2 separate regions of the Mus musculus genome follow, and region 2 is linked to region 1. The links are chromatin contacts, called in public Hi-C maps. All regions are on one chromosome and are shown on one strand. Each heading gives the region's core, a stretch centred on a gene start, on an enhancer-like site or on the middle of the called end of the contact. The rest is flanking DNA. Distances are from core to core; before and after follow the strand shown.

The links. A called contact is a pair of places that touch in the nucleus more often than the background predicts.
Region 2: a contact with region 1 is called in a Hi-C map of cerebellar granule neurons, with 2.6 times the contacts expected there. The contact joins two enhancer-like sites. A contact is called at or near these places in 7 of 484 Hi-C or Micro-C datasets (the N1E-115 cell line, brain, cerebellar granule neurons and 3 more) and 4 of 115 datasets of contacts at active chromatin or transcription factors (embryonic stem cells, oligodendrocyte precursor cells and stem cell-derived neural progenitor cells).

The regions. Positions count from the first base shown.
Region 1 is chr5:27,124,747-27,127,446 of GRCm38.p6, reverse strand. All of the region lies in intron 1 of Dpp6 (dipeptidylpeptidase 6), which reads right to left. Among named protein-coding and RNA genes, the nearest start is that of Dpp6, 77 kb to the right of the region's middle. Within about 2 kb of position 1,271, at least 7 of the 459 cell types and tissues checked have an H3K27ac peak or open chromatin away from gene starts, as enhancers often do. A contact at or near this core is called in cerebellar granule neurons and cerebellum, where this site is marked.
Region 2 is chr5:27,416,244-27,418,988 of GRCm38.p6, reverse strand. All of the region lies in intron 3 of Dpp6 (dipeptidylpeptidase 6), which reads right to left. Among named protein-coding and RNA genes, the nearest start is that of Gm52769, 83 kb to the left of the region's middle. Within about 2 kb of position 1,433, at least 8 of the 459 cell types and tissues checked have an H3K27ac peak or open chromatin away from gene starts, as enhancers often do. A contact at or near this core is called in cerebellar granule neurons and cerebellum, where this site is marked.

The DNA of each region.
Region 1 (2,700 bases), core at 22-2,521:
CATTCAGTTGAATTAAGTGTCTACTTTACATAAATAGGTCTCGTGCCTCCTAGAGAAGTTTATTGGCATCATATGCATGAAACATCTTGGATGGGTCCCATTAAAAAAGAGGCTTGATTGGTGTGTGAGTAAGCCTTTAATGAACTTCTGAGACGGTAAACAAAGCAGTGAAGTCCACATAATTTCTGTTCATAAAAAAAAAAACCTTGCTTGTAAAAAGGCACGAATTTAAAAAAAGAGCCTACTGGTGGTGGTGCTGGAGATGAGACTAAGTATGCTCTTGCAGAGGAACTAAGTCCTGTTCCTAACACCACACTGGGCAGCTCACAAAATCACCTATACCTTGAACTCCAGGGTGATCTGATGCACTTCACTGATCTCCGTGCCCCCCCCCCCCCGCATGTGCACACATATGCACATATAATTAAAATAATAGTAATATTATCTCTTAAAAAAAAGCAAACAAGAGCCTATTGAAAGCAGAAACCAGGTTGCCAATATGTCCCTGTGCTTAGAGAATGAGCATGCTCTGACTGCTGGGGCAACACAAGTCCCAGTGTATTCTTATAGTATACAGAGAAGCCATGGTGGCCAATGCAGAGCACAACCAACCTCCCTCGCTCCCTCGCTGCCTCCCCTCCCTTCCTCCCTCCGTTTCCTCCATCGTTGCCTCCCCTCCCTCCCCCCTTTCCTCCCTCCCTTCCTCTTTCCCTCTCTCCCTCTGTGTGTGTGTGTGTGTGTGTGTGTGTGTGTGTGTGTGTGTGAGAGAGAGAGAGAGAGAGAGAGAGAGAGAGAGAGAGACCTCATGTTCTTGACCATGTGAACACGTGGGTTTGCATGTGTGGAGGCCAGGAGTGATTGTTAACTTCTTATATATTGAGATAGGGCCTCTGACCAGCCAGCTTACACTGTAGATCAATTATATCAGGATATCAAAGTTATAGGCAGGCCATCATAGCTAACTGGGTTTCTACATTCATTCTAGGATTCTGAGTTCAAGATTGTGAAACATGTACTTTAACCACTGAACCATCTCTGCAGAGTGCTACAGTCATTTTAGATTTAAGTCACTGATGCTACTACATGTGATGCACCTGGCTTAGTGCCTGTGAATGGATGAGAGGAGAGGTCAGGTCATGGCAACTGGTAGTTCTGATCATTCTCCTCACACAGGCAAGATGTGTTTTAATCCAAGGAGCTTGGGTCTGTTCCAACTCGGGTAATGACATTCCACCCACTCATGTCTCCTGCTGCCTCTCCTTCCTCAGCATCGCTCTTCAGTGTCAGACACAGCACAAACTTTTGGCAGAAAAACTCATAGCAGCCTGCTCCCGCTACGGGGTAGTATGTGTGTTTTGCCATGTAACCTTATCCTTTGCAGATTTCAGTATTTCACAGAAATTACATTTGTTTTCCCACCTAGGTGGGTAGGATGTATGTAGAAATCAGTAACCGGGCTTGCAGCACCAGGTTCCCTCATCACCCAAGCATTTCTATTTCTCTGCCTCTGCATTTACTGTAATGCTGGAGCAATAGACATTGATAGTCTAATTATATTTGAGAGAGGAAGGCATGTAAGAAGAGTTGAGGTAGGGATACATTTATCCTGATTTTTCTGCAGGAACTTCATATGTGAAAGAATTATGTAGGGAGACAGGGAGAGGTCACTTCAAAATGGACAGGCCAGAGGCAGAACCCTTGAGGGCAGCATAAAAGAAGACCCAAGAGAAGGTCATCAGAGGCATGACAATAGTTTTCTGCTCATTTTGCTTGCAGACAATTTAGGCAGTTGCAAGAATCTCTGAAGGTCTAGGCAGGAGGGTAGGGAGAGGCTCCATAGGCATTTCCACACAGTGATGCAGGTGGACTATGTAGGATATTCTAGGGGGTAAATTATTATAGATTTAATTCACGAGCAAGAATAACCTAATTTTGCAGCCACTGTTCAAAATCTGTGGCTAAGCGCATTTATTTTCTAATGTTTTCCAGAGCCTTCAGCTTAAATTATTAGTCTGATAGAGATGCCTTTTCACAAGGTCTCGTGGTTCCAGTGTTAACATTTTACTGCTTTAAAAAAATACTTTCTGCAGGAAGCTGTCTTTGAGGAAATATGAACAAGCTTTTGAAAGCTAAGTGTTAGGCTCAAGGTGTCCCAGTCTCAAGGAAGAGGTGCTATATCCAAGGGCTTGTGGGAGCATTTTGAATCATTTTAGGAAACTCTTGAGCAATGTGTATGAGTGTGCCTGCTGTCAGAACACAAGAAAACTGCTCTCTCCTCCTCATGGCCTGCCCACCTTTCTGAAGCTCTGTAGTATGCACTAGTGTCATTAGCTTCAACAGCATGTCAGACTTTCGAGAAATCATAAACTGTGTTTAGGTAGAATTCTCTTATAACAAATCCATGCGAAAAGCATCCCATTTGCATCTTAAAATTTAATTACATCTTCTAGAGAGAAGAGCCTGATCTGTAAACTATGTAATTTATCTGAGTCTTATATACCCATTTAGTTGGGGAAGCCCAGTGAAACCTGATCCTGGAGGCACCGAAAAGAAGCTAGCGTAGCTTTACCATCTAGTATGGAGACAACAAATGCCATGACATAATGATCTCATTAGTAAGTGTCAGAGAGGGAGAATGCGGGGCTCCCTGTAAGCACTAGGACAGGGGCCAATGGTATTTAGGGAGATGTCCCAAAAAAG
Region 2 (2,745 bases), core at 184-2,683, 290 kb before region 1:
ATGGCCTTTTCCTTGGGGAAGTCCTTGGAAATAACCAGTGACAATTGTTTAACACAGGAATTACTGAAGTGGTGGCAATAGCTGAAGTAATAAGACCTTACTAAAAAATACCTTAAAAAGGAAAAACCAATTCTTTGCAGCAATGAAACCCAAACCAAGACACCTAGAAATCTTGTGAGCAAACTGTCAAAAGACAAAGTGTGAATTCTGTTGGCAGTGAGGGGAAGGTGACCCATCTTGTTTACTGAAGTGTCAATAGGGTTAGCAGCAGATTCTGAATCATTAGCTGTGGTGTTCCTAGGGCAGTGGGATGGGACCCAGAACACTATGGGAAGACTATCAACCAACAGTGGTGTAGCCAGCCAGCTAAGCCTTCAAATAAACTAACATACTTCCAAGTACAAACTAAGAATATTTTATAAAGCCTGTTCCAGCAAGAAATACCAGATCAAAGGAAAACTGCAGACAGTTATCTGCTTAGGAATGTAGCCACAATGCTTCCATAACAATACACCAAGCCCAAGAACCTAAAGACAATTATATACCATAGCTAAGTGAGACTTATTTCAACAATGCAATGGGGGTTTAAGAGAGGCAATCAACCTGGATAATATATAATATTAAGAATGTCTGAGAAGATATCACAGAAAGAAGACCTTAGGGAGACATGGGGATTAAAGGCATCTGGATACTGTGGATGGGATTCCTGTGTGTGTGTGTGTGTGTGTGTGTGTGTGTGTGTGTGTGTGTGTGTCTGTGTGTGTCTGTGTCTGTGTGTGTGTGTGTGTGTGTGTGTGTGTGTCTGTGTGTGTCTGTGTCTGTGTGTGTGTGTGTGTGTGTGTGTGTCTGTGTGTGTCTGTGTCTGTGTGTGTGTGTGTGTGTGTGTGTGTGTGTGTGTGTCTGTGTGTGTCTGTGTCTGTGTGTGTGTGTGTGTGTCTGTGTGTCTGTGTGTGTCTGTGTCTGTGTGTGTGTGTGTGTGTGTGTGTGTGTGTGTGTGTCTGTGTGTGTCTGTGTCTGTGTGTGTGTGTGTGTGTGTGTGTTGGAACATAATAGCTAAAGGTTAAGGAAATGTGAAAAAAGATTACATTTTAGTTAGTCCCATTTGTTAACTGTGGTAAGTGCATCATGCTGATGCAGAAGGCAACATCAGAGAAGCTGGGCGCTGGCATAAGGGAGCGCTGTGCTCTCCATGGCTTTTCTGTGATATACATCAATTCTAAAAAGAAACATTTACTTGTATGGGAGGTCACAGATCTATCCTGCAAAGACTGAGTGAGAGGACCGTGAAGGTAGTGAGAGTGCCTTCCAGCCCTGGGCGTCCATGTCAGGGCAGATGGCGATGTGAGCACGAGAGTCAGCTTGCACTGACATAGTGACGAGTGCCATGCCTGACAGTCCTAGTTCTCTGATGGCAATCTGGGACTGTTCTCAATGCCTGTTTTTAACCACATAAAGAACTTGCTTTTGCATTCTCTCACTTTGACTGCACGGACCAACCTGTGGGCTCTGCAACACATATGGAGGATTTAAAACAGCAAACTTCAAGCTGCAAATGATCTCATTTTAATGGGTTCCACAGCAACGTGAGCAGAGTAGGGGGAAGCCTTCTGTCCATTCACTCTCCTTCTGTCCTTTAAACTATCAAACCCACCTGATTCCTTATTTTTAGTTAAGGAGGGCTAATTTGAGAGGGATTGTTTAATTCACATTTTGAGAAATATGATCCTGAGCTTTGGGGCTGTAATGATCTGTGGGACAAAAAAAAAAAAAAAAAAAAAGTGAGACAAGTGTGATTTTTTTTTTCCCTGCAAAATTAGGTCCTGTCTGTGGGTCACCTGACTTAACCTTTCCTGCACTCCTCCATCACACCTAACTGCATCTCAAAAGATAATTATCAGAGCCTTCAGCTTTGGCAGAAGGCAGAGTTCTTGTGCAAATGATAGTATGTCACATCATTAACATTATTATAAATGACAGGCAGCTAAACTTATACCCAGGGCAACGTTATATATTAATAAGTGAATTAATAAGCCAGTGATCAAGAAATTACATGCCCCGTTGACAAGCTGGATAGTATCTCTCTTCATGACTATTTGCCCAACACATACAACACAAACATCTTCAGTGAGGCCATAGAGCTTTTAAGTGCTGACCTTACAGTCAATTCTCCAGCCAGACTAAAATGTTGCCCTTGCTAAGTGCATCCTTAGCCACTAGAGGGCATTAGTTCATAAAATGCTCTGGGCCTAAAAGGGTACTGAGAGACTGAACAAGGGGACTTGGGAAGCAGATAAAATTCAGCCAAAATGATATTTTATTATTTGTTCTTAAGTGAAGCACATTGGGTCTAAAACCCCGTCTTCCCCACGGACACCGGCACATCAGGAGGGAGTCTGCTTTCCTAGGACAGGAGTCATGATAGATGTGAGGTAGGAGTCGAACCCAGGTCCTTGAGAAGAGCAGCTGTGCGCTTAACTGTTAAGCCATCTCTCTAACCCCTCTCTATGTGAATCTTAGTGAGAAGCTTTTCTGTAGAAAAGAATTGAGACATAAGGCTTAAAAATCAATGGGGGACAAACTGCCCTTTAACGAATATCAAACTAGGAGACTAGATTCTATTTTGTAATTTCTAGTACAAAATTCCAGGGAGATTAACATTTTTAACTGTGTTCTTTGCACCTACCAGAAGCTGAACCACAACTCCCCACCCCCAGATGCTCATTCTTTTCATTTCAAAGTAATACC